2 separate regions of the Gasterosteus aculeatus genome follow, and region 1 is linked to region 2. Evidence: chromatin contacts called from public Hi-C data. All regions are on one chromosome and are shown on one strand. Each heading gives the region's core, a stretch centred on a gene start, on an enhancer-like site or on the middle of the called end of the contact. The rest is flanking DNA. Distances are from core to core; before and after follow the strand shown. Region 1 holds the start of vps50 (VPS50 EARP/GARPII complex subunit). Region 2 holds the start of bet1 (Bet1 golgi vesicular membrane trafficking protein).

What was found. Hi-C and Micro-C count contacts between places; a contact is called where the count stands out from the background.
Region 1: a Hi-C map of skeletal muscle shows a contact between it and region 2, with 4 times the contacts expected there. The contact joins the promoter of vps50 here to the promoter of bet1 in region 2. A contact is called at or near these places in 3 of 6 Hi-C or Micro-C datasets (skeletal muscle and whole body).

What each region holds. Positions count from the first base shown.
Region 1 is chr10:11,367,294-11,372,765 of fGasAcu3.hap1.1, reverse strand. vps50 (VPS50 EARP/GARPII complex subunit) reads left to right here and starts at 3,611. Exons shown (of 28, transcript XM_040188507.2): 1 at 3,611-3,806; 2 at 4,321-4,389. The coding sequence starts at 3,774. hepacam2 (HEPACAM family member 2) reads left to right here. Exons shown (of 7, transcript XM_078081734.1): 6 at 460-533; 7 at 641-1,448. The coding sequence ends at 751.
Region 2 is chr10:11,224,818-11,230,475 of fGasAcu3.hap1.1, reverse strand. It overlaps bet1 (Bet1 golgi vesicular membrane trafficking protein), which reads right to left and starts at 1,975. Exons shown (of 4, transcript XM_040188827.2): 1 at 1,631-1,975; 2 at 1,333-1,439; 3 at 1,164-1,220; 4 at 202-857. The coding sequence starts at 1,649. The coding sequence ends at 702. It overlaps LOC120826477 (zgc:85777), which reads left to right. Exons shown (of 9, transcript XM_040188826.2): 9 at 1-252.

The sequences.
Region 1 (5,472 bases), core at 2,362-4,861, 140 kb before region 2:
ACTAAGTGATGAGATGAGATGAGCGAGACAACGCAAAATGCAATGATTTCTTACATGTGAGGTGAATGATGCAACGCAATGCAAATGTCATTTCAATTGAAAGGTAACCATAGCAAAGTATGGGTGCATTTGAATAAGACCATATGTAATGTTAAATAAATGTGTGACTCTATGTGTGAATAATTATTTTGTCCTGTGTTTTTCTCTCCGTTATCAACAGTGCTCATGAGCATCTACAACAGGTAAGAGCCTTGAATGTGAGATCAATACATACGTTCACATTTTGTAATGTACATCATATACGCTTTGACTGACAGCTTTATGAACCTGTTTTTGCCAGACCGCTTTCAGAGCAGAAGCGACCACATCGTTCAGGTGAGCTGCTGCTTGTTTTTAAGCGTTGGGTCGGGGTGTCTCATCGATTCCAATGATCTGACATTGAAGGTTGTGTGTTAACAGGTCATGAAGATGCCACAGAGGACTTTGGTATCTACGAGTTTGTCTCTATACCTGGGAAAATGGAATCAGCACAGGTATTGAACATCTTATACATTAACATGGATTCAAGAGCTTCGCCTTTTGTCTGTTCTTGTAACGTTGTGATTAGTTTTTAAAACGCGCCCATGCAACTGTCCTGCAGGCATCGTGCAGATCTCTGGCTCGCCTTGAGTCAGTTCAGGATATGCACACCACCATCTACGATGTGATCGGACATGTTCCTGAAACCCCCAGTCAGAGTTTACTCAATTAAGCTCGGAGACTTGAGATGGAATTTACAGTCATTCATTGAAGAGTAGCTTTATTTTATGTCGTCGAAGCCGGAAACTTTGTCTTTGGTGAGCCGATTTTTGCACAAGGGATGAAGGGGGCTTGTGTGAGTACACAACCTGCACTGTTACTGTCCACAGCTTGGAACAGATGTTAAATGACTTTTGCTGACCATATTTTTTATTTATGTTAAAAGTACAAAGTTTTCAAACCGTTTTGGTCTTTGCGTTCAAAGCTTGAGGTCGTATTAAACCAAGCAAGTAACTATTAACCATGATCTCGTGAGATACACCTTAGCTACCCAAACTGGTCACAACATGTTCAAATTTATATACTACGGTTTTATTTGAAAATTCAATAATATATTTCTAATTTTAAATTCCCGTCAATGAGAGTCTGTTTTGTGACAAGTGTTATAATGAATACATTCTCTTGTATGAAATATATTTAGGTTAATTGTAAATATTGTACATGGATTATACGGCAGAGTCTTCATTCTATTTCTGTTTGTCTATTTATTCCAATAGAAACACTTTACCCTGTTTCTGCAAATGTAGCATTTGCTCCTGCTGGATGTAATGAAATGCTAAAGCAAGAAGAAGGATTAACGATTCCTAAATGATTGTACAGTTTGCATTCATATGCTTGTTTTGTACTTTAATTAAAGATATAACTGTTTACTTCTCTGGGTCATTTTCAAAAATACATACTCTATTCTGCCATTTATATTTACACTTTATATGTCTTTTTCATGGATGGAATTTGCATTAATGGCTTGAAATGAACACTTTCTCAATCACAGATCATAAAAAAAAAAGAAAAATAGCTGAAGCCAGCAACGATGTCAGTTGTGCTTCTTCACAGTCACTCCTTGTCTCCCGTCTTGGCAATGAGCTGTCTTCTCACAAGTGTTTGAGTTGTATTTGTTGTCTTAAATTGGTGCAGAGTGGCCGTTGCTCTCGGCCTTGTTGCATCGGTATTCGGTGTACCTGCCGCGATATGACAACAGACGGATGATTCAGCGGGAGGCTTTATAAAAATGTGTGTGCTTGCTCGTCTGCCTGTGTGTTCGTAAGAGAGAGGTGTAATAATAATAATAATAATAATACAATTAATTGAGACTTGCACTCGCTCTGCTGTTACTTTGCACAACTTTAATGTACCACTTCTGCTACGGTTCAGCTTTTTTATCAAATTATTGTGATTGACCCCAATGTACGCATACTCATACGCTGAGTGCTTCCAGTCAAGTTCATTCCAAATGCCGTCACAGTGAAATGTCCAAATTCACAAGCTTTAAAACTTTAGGTGGTTTGTTCCCAGAAAACTATGGACTCAGTTACAACTAAATAATACAATGGAGAAATTATTATCGTAGAATATTGACACTAAATGTCAAGAAGACAAATTATTGCACTGATGTTAGTTTGCTTGTTCACTGTAATATAATCCTGAACTTTGGACTGAATGCACATAGAGAGCTGCTGCACTGCTGAGGATCGTAAGGATGCTTCCCATGACGGATCCCTGCATAACAACAAGCACTTTATGGAGTCCAGCTCTAATTATGGCGGATGAACTGAGCAACTAAGTGTGTGGTGTCTTTGTGGCGGCATCTCCGGGTAAGGCTTGCCATCTGTTCTGTTTCAAAGTGTGCTTTAAGGGAGGCTTCGCACTGTGGATGAGTGCTTCAGAATCAACAGAGGAAATTCACCTAAGGAGAGAGGGAGAGAGACCTCACCTTCATTTGACTGGGAAATAGCCCGAGGCTTCATCAACCAGGAACTAGAACTCACTGGAGCTGCTGCCTGTTTGCAGCCTTTAACCTGCTGCTTGCAATAGCACCCAAGGGGGCAGTTAGAAAACAGGCTGAATGGGTTTGCACGCACCGTTTTTTATTGGTTTACTAAACATAACAATAAAATAAAACATAGTTATAAACTGTTACATTTATTATGTTTGAGACTAGATGATATGTATCTAATAGTAACAGTATTGAAATCATAGTACATATGCAGAAAGTGACAGACAGTTTTGCTCAAGTATACTTATATCCGGAAATTTGGATAAAAGAATAAATAAAGACAATTAAAATGACTGATTATGTAGAAAAACATACATTCCAATAATACAGTACATAATTATATTGGATTACTAACTAATAACTGATGCACCCACATGGCAGCAGGATTTTAATGTTGTAGCAGGTGCAAGATAATCAAATTTGATTTACTTTAAACTGTTGGAAAGTTTAAACTAGTATATGTTTTCGAAAATGTGTCCTATTTAAGAATAGTAATGGTTGAAATTAAGTTAGTTACATTCTTGATACTTAGCTGTTTAAGTAGATCAGTCAAGGTTATTTCAGTATAACCTTAAGAGCAATAGTGGCATTTTTCAAAGACGACATCTTGACACAACATTATCATAATACATAGAATAACATGAACACTCTCTTTAAGTGTCCTGGTAAGCCTTGACAGTGAGAGATGGGTGTTTCCAAGACCCATATTCATCAATAGTTTGGCAGCTGCGATATATCAAAATGTCTCACCTGACACATACAATTAACGGTGAGCACACAGAAGTAGAGTCGGTTCTTCAGGGACGCAGAAGAAACTTGATGTCTGGTATTATATTCTGTGATGTTAGATACTACCATCCAGTGGTGTGAGGAAGTAAAACATGTATTAGAATATTATTGCTCTACAATAATACTGTATTTAACATACATTATTTTAGTTCTCAACATCATATTTTTTTAATTTAATCTAAATATGTTCTCTTGTTTACCCTCGTGAGATTCGGACAGGTGTCTCAAGCAAAACTCCAAAACAAAAACTACCTTTCCCAGCGTCCTTTGCCATTTCCTCGTTCGCTCCGTACCAGTCACGTGACGGTCAACTATGGCTTCCACCTGGTAGTGATGGAGGCGCATCGTTGACAACAAAAACAAACTACAACTTTGCTCGTTTATTTGTACGCTGCCACAAGTTGGATTCACAATGCAGAAGATCAAGTCCCTTATGTCCCGGCAGGTGAGCGAAGCAGCGCAGCCCCTTTGTCCCTGACAGCTGCAAGTGGCTAGCTTGCTAGCTAGCTAGGCTAACTGGCTAATTTGACAGCTCGTCGTGGGGCTCAATTAAAGGGTACATTCAGGCCGAATAGCCCCAGCTTATTCATCGGCTGAGTCACAATTCCTCAACAATTTACCCCACGTGAAGAAAATACAGGTGTAGTGAGGGAAATACCCGCGTGCGCCGAGTTTAACGTTACCTTCTTGAGAAAAGCACACGAACAGGGCATAACAGTGTAAAACGGGCGGTCATGTTCTCCTCCTGCACTGCAGTCATGTTAAGCTCCTCGGTTCCCCACTACACAAGAGAGCCTGTCGTTATCACAAAATCTCTCCGTCACTTCCACTTTTTTGTTGAAGGCAGTGGTGCGCTAAGCTAAGTCACGACAGGCACAGGTGCCAACTGTGTAAACCGTTACAGTCACTTTACTTTCTGGGGCTTTGGGAAATTTATCAGTGACTTCTTATTTTGACAGGGCCTGAAAAGCCCCCAGGAAAGCATGGCAGACCTCAGCCCCGTGGAGAGCCTGAGGATCCCGAGCAAGGTAAACCTGCATTGGCTGAAGCTCTAGCGCTCATTGCATTGATTCTGCACATCCTACAAAACTGACATTTCTCTAACCACGACCACAGCTAATCACGTGTTTAGGAAGGAAAAGGTAGATCTACCTGTCCCGTGTTCAACTACTGGCATTGTGTAGTAATGAATACTTCAAGTCGAAACACTGGTGTCGAAAAGAAATCTGCACATTTACGAATGTGCTACGGTAGCACATTCATAAATGTGCAGATTTCTTTTTCAGATAAGACGGCGGTCCATGGACCATCGTCTTATCTGAATAAATCAAGTAACTATTTAGCCAACTTGATTGCATATTACTGATAGAAGCCAAATTCAGTCGAACTCCAAAGCAATTACATCAACTGTGTCGAGATGCGTTGGGATTTGAACAGGACGTATTGTATAATTAATCATTAACGCGTGAGATTATATCTTGGCTTCCATTTCTGTCACTTGCGGACACACCCATCCAAACACCAAAAGTGTGAAGTATGGTCTCCCCCGTTTGAGTCCTTTTGCATTTCTCCGTGGCGGTGTTTGAAAATGCAATCAGTCGTGCTTGGTCACAATGAAGATTTGTGCTTACCCACTTGTGCACTTTCAATTTGCCAAGAGCAGACTGAGCCAAGCCGCATTGTAGCTCTATATATTGGATATAGACACTTACTCACTGGGCCCTCCATGCACCGCCGGGTGCTGGATTTGTTTTGACTTTGACGGGTAGTTGTGACCTTCTAGTGTGGCTGTGTACCATTCGGAAGGTGACCAACTCTCAATTATTCATAGATATCAGGTCCATCCAGCCAGACATTTCATCTCCCTCCAGTGAAGATTGTTTTGATGGTAGATTGCAGTTTGGGGTCAACGTGAATGCAAGTCTCTTCATGCGTTGCCTCGAGTGTTTTCTGCCTAGGTTGAAAAACACATCAACAGATAAGATAAAAAGGAAGTGCTTTTCCGTCAACTCATCGGTCAGAGTTGAGGAAGATGGAGCTGACAGGAGTTCTGAAATTTCTCTCAATCTGTTGTTTATTTTCAACAACAGATTAAGAGAAGTCTGTCCTCT
Region 2 (5,658 bases), core at 726-3,225:
GCATACAACATCAACAGCCTACAGTTGAATTGTATTAGTGTCATTTTACCAAGACTTAAATCTTTTTAAATAGACTCTGCAGTGTCTGTAAAAATTATATATTTTTAATTTCCACATTGCATGTCATTGACTAATTTATAGAAGTTTTAATATTTGCAATGTATTCTCTGTATGTGTAATCAGCACACTCATTCTGTTAAATTCAGATCATAGAATGTGTTTATTCACATAAAAAAAACATGTTAACAGAAATGAAACTATACTCTCATTCATTTTTGAATGGTTGCCAACTGATGCAATACATCCATTCATTGTTAAAAGCAAAAATACTCAATTATTTGCCTCAAATGGCAACGTAGAACACACTATAACACAACGTATTGACAGATTTCCAATCCACTCTTATCACATCTCATAACGTGCCGCTGATTGCATCAAAGGTTTTACAGTGGTTAAACATTCACTGTTCTGTCTCATCCAGTGTCAGATATACATAAAAATGTTAATTCACACTCATTAATCTCTCATCCATTTTACTTATGTTTTGATGATACCATGTGGTGGAACCCCAGAGTTATTTCATAACTCAATTTGTTTTATTTCTTTTTTTAAATTCAATTCAACTACTTTGAATGGGTACAGAATAAGCCGTTTTGAGACTCATCGGAGCGGCACACACTGGGGAGTAACTCGGCCTCCTATCACCTCAGCTTGATGAACCAGTACAGGACAAAGAAGACGAAAAGACAGAAGAGAAGCATGTAGCACAGCAGTTTGGTCTGACTGCCTCTGGACAGCTGCTTCACTCGGCCTATGGTCGCACCGAGCAGGCCGCCTGTCGAGTCAAAGTCCGTGTCCTAATGTGGAAGGATTAAAAAGGTTTAGGTCCAGGCATCACTGGGATATGATAGTACAATTGTGAGGTACTTCAAAAACTCCATTACATTTCACAGAGGAATATTAAATTGTCAAGATAAAGTTGTTTTAATTCTAAATGTTATATTGATTTTTAATATAAACAGTAGGATCATCCTTTATTATAAACTACTCAGCTTTAATTTTTATAGCTTAATCGGTAACCAATTAACATACTACTCAATACTCAAATACTTTTTATGCACCACTTCCCTGTATATGTTGTTAATAAGGAAAGTGGAACTTGCCATATCGCCCAGCATTGTATTCTGATACTTGACTTCCGTTCCAATGTCGATAGACAGCTGTGAATATCAATGAAATGAACATCAATATCAATACTGCATTTAAAACCGATAGTTCGTGTAGTATTCGCCGTCCATGTTTTTGAATGAACCATCATTAGTGGTTCCTTACACTTTTCAAAGCGCTGACTTTGGCTCTCAGTCCCTCCTGCAGATGTTCGTTCTCCTCCTCATACACGCTGTATCCACTCGCCACATAATTCCCGGGGCCTCCTTCGCCTAACGGAACGGGGACGATGATTAAAACATTATTCGTGAACGCCGTCGATTTCTGTCCGTTAACAACAACAACACACCTTCATGCACATATGCTAACAACACAGCTAGCTTACGTAAGCTAGCTGTGTTGTTAAGCGGCGTTATCTGGAAAGCAGGCTACGTATGAGCTTAAAAACCAGGCTGCCTCTCACCCAAACCGGCGCGCCTCATCTTCAACCAGTGGAGTTGAACGTTTTAACAATCAACACAACAAAATGTTGACGAAATGAGCTAAAAAAAAAAAAGAGACCGCTAACGTTGACGTGTTGTCTATGGTAAGTTTGTATTAAGGCTTTACAGCACAGACCACGTCATCATACGGTGGCCGATGAGGACAATGAGCCCCGTAACGCAAAGCGGGAATAATCTTGGTTGATGTTTTTTTCTGCGCATTTAAAAAAAACTTGAAAACATTGATTAAAACCTTTTTGGAGTTTGTGCCTAGTTCTGGTGTCGGTGTCCGTGGGGGGGAGTACAGGTAAAGCTATTTTAAAAGCAATCACAACAGGAAGTGGGCGTAACCAATTGCATTTTGCTCTCGATATTGTTCTAATGTTTTTTTTCTCAGTATTGCATTTTTCTAAATATATATTTTTGAAAAACAGCAGTATTGTTAAAATCAAACTTCCATGTAAATGTCTGAAACGGTTGCTTGCGTTACGCTCAGTTAGGGTCAGATCACTGGGCTACTGTACCTATCTGTCTTAATCAGTGTGAGTAATTGCAACACTTAGCGAGCCTCTTCAGTGCCACACCCCTGTGACCCGAGCTAAGCAGTTGTGCATGCAGGCTTTAACAAATATTGAATCCTGAAACGGGCTGATTTGATGGCTCCTCCAATGGAGACTTCTGACATGACGCAGGAACTATTTAACTACAGTCATGGCTGTGAGGCTTTCTGCTGTTTGATCATGTTCATCTAATGCACCTATAAAGAAGAACAGTGGGACCAGAGAGACTAAGTAGACTGGTCATACGTGGACCAGAGAGACTGTAGACTGGGTAAACGGGGACCAAGACCCGTAGGGTACCTTTCAGAGTGCGTACAGCAAAGCACTGTATAAATGACAATTCTACTGTTAGTTCTAAAATAAGATGATGCCAATAGTTTTTTCTATTTTGTAGCCTACTTTTTATAACTTTTATAACTTAACTATAATATCATGTCCTGCTCATTATGGTGAGATATTATAGATTCTGTGTTACATGAACCAAATTATCGCAATATAATTTGCTGTTGAACTTCTGATGTTCTTGATAAGATAACCATTTCATGGTTTTGTCATATTGAGGTGACCACCTAAACATATAAAACAAGTTTTTTTTTTTTTTAAACCACTGTGTGTTCCACTTTATAACCACTGTGGGTTCCATTACACATACCATACTATTTTGTATCTCAGGAAAATATTTAATACATTCCAATATATAGTGGGTCAACTGCAAAAGAAGTAAAAAGATGTCCTCACTGCTCTTTTCGCAGGAGGAATATGCGCAAGAGGAGCGCGGTTCAGGGTGTATTAATGCCCACGTCTGCTTGTTCGCAGGTCTCACTGGCCTCGCCTTAACATAAAAAGCAACAGTACGACAAACTGTGGTCTACGGTCCAACGACAGGCTCACAGAATGAATATCATCAGCGAGACAAAATGCCGTATTTGACAAGAAAACATATTTTCTCATCGTTTAATAGACTATTCTCCCTTTGGTGGAATAAACACATTATTTTAAGGAGAAAATTACTCCGATCTTTCCTTTGAACACTAAAAAAATAGAGACAAATATCCTTTGTAGATTTAACAAAGGGGTGATATTTTTACTGACACATCCATCTCTGTTGTGTAGAACAGAAAATAGTTTTGCAATTTTTCCATAAATGGCGCTATTTATCAGTGATTAGCTTTCTTCATCCCCTCATTCATCATCCTTCACCTTGCCAAGAGACAGCTAATGTGATATAAGAGATTAAAATGACATTCATGATGCTAATTATTCCAATCCAATATCTTATAAATAAAGCTCCAATCTGCCTCAACGCTCTTCAATGCCCCAGCACTCATCTTTGTATGTGCCCCCTGAAGGCTCTGCCGTATGCGTGACCCTGACTGGAGTGTCCAACAAACAGGGGGGTATTGATTCAACTGTGCGCTGTGCTCAGCCTCCATGGATCCATCTGAATGGTCTTTAGAGGAGAGGATGGCGTTGAGACACTAGAAACTAGTCTAAATATTCATTCCAGCTCTGTAGATTTAGAGCACTCTTGATCAATCTCAATGGGCGCACATGCACACTTGTCCTTTAAGTCAACTAGTTTCCACCCCCTCAGATGTTCTATACATGTTCATGTACGTGTGTCTTTTAGTGTTTTGAAACTGTTTGACGGGTCTGATTCTCACAGATCGTGTTGAGTGGGTGTTGCTTGCTCAAGGGCACCTCAGCAGTGCTGGACTTGAATTGAACAGACTTGTATTGAACGGAGCGGTTCAACAACTAATCTTACTGGGTGTCAAACCAAGTCCACTTGACGGAAACCAGGAATGTCACGCGACCATATGGGAGCGGCTGCACGCATGGGTTTCTCTGCAGACAAAAGAAATCCAGAATAAAACCATACTTTATTGTACATTTTTTTTTCACTATAGTGTCACTTTTTCTTCGTTTTAGAGCAATTTCTGTTATTTAAGACAAAGAAAAGCGAATGCTGTAGGAACTATGCATTGGTTACACTCCACGTTAAGTTAGCAAAGTAACGTTCCAATTAAGTAGTTTAGTGGGAAACGTCGCTTGGGCAAAAGTTCCTTCAAACGGCAGTAATAAGTGATCCCCAGTATGATGGCTCAGAATCAAAGAGCTACTCCCCTGTCAGTAACCTATGCAGCTATTTGGTGAGAAAGGACTGTAATTAGCTAAAAATGAGAAAAGTAATCTGTCTGTGCAACACAGTACACTACGTACTGCTGATGCTTGACAATATCCAGCTCAGCCTGATTACCATAATTTATCACAAGGATGAAACGGATGAGTCAGATGAGGTAGGAGTAGAGGGGAGGAAAAATATGCCGAAGGAAAAAGGGTTTGCCATTGTGCTTCCTACTACTAGTCTCAGGAGAAAGGATTGTTTTGAATTACAATTCAAATAACTGCCTGCCTTTTAGCCATGCTTAACATTCTCTGGATTATAGATTCATATTTTTGTCAATATACATGTATTCACATCATTAATAGATGGCTGTGTTCCTCAGAATAAACCTAAATCCCGTCATGCATTAATAAATATAGTTTTAATAAGAGATTTCATTGAGATGTATAAAAAAATGAAGGATTCCCTTTTTAGTGAACTTGTTTCCAGGACTCGCCCCTTCAGCTCTCAGCTAATCACGCGTGGCCTCAGCCCGCAGCATGGTTGAAATAATATAAAATGGGAAGCTAGTTATCTTACTGTGTGTATAGTTTATTTATTGTAGACGACTCTGGTTGGTTGATTCAGAATGACTTTGGCATTGACGGAGCTAGCTGGCAACATTTTGGCAACAGTAGGGATGCTGTTGGCTGAACGATAAGGGGCACTCTCTTGTCATACAAATTGATATTATAACATGGGGGGAAATTGGCAATATGAAATTAAAACAAATTTTTAAAAAGGAAGAGAAATTCATTAAAAATGAATGGAATTTCATCATTATTTGTTTGTCAACACAATTAATTGAGCTTTGATAATTTATACAACTACAAATATCTCAGTTTGTATTTCATATATATCAATCGGAATATTTTTTTTTCCTTAATTCTGAAAGGCTAGTGACCAATGGGAAATTATTAATGAAGTAGTGTAGAAAGCACACTAAGAAAAATGTTCTGCAACATCATAAATGCCAAACTTTCCAAATTAAAATGAAACCTTGAGAAGAAGACGTCATAAAACAACTCCTGCCGGGGAGATTACAGCTGTCTCTGTACATAATCTGAACCGATATGATATAGGGTGTTTGTGCTTAAAATATGCTTTTTCAGTTTACCAATTTTCATGTTAATAATTACTGAGCTTCTGCATTGCCATCATGCATTATTTAGTTTACAATTTGTCATGTTATTGCCTTTGCAGGAATACCTACCAACCATTTCTGCAAATTAAGCACAACTGAAATTGAAAGTTGACATTGAGAGAAAGATGTTGGGCGAGT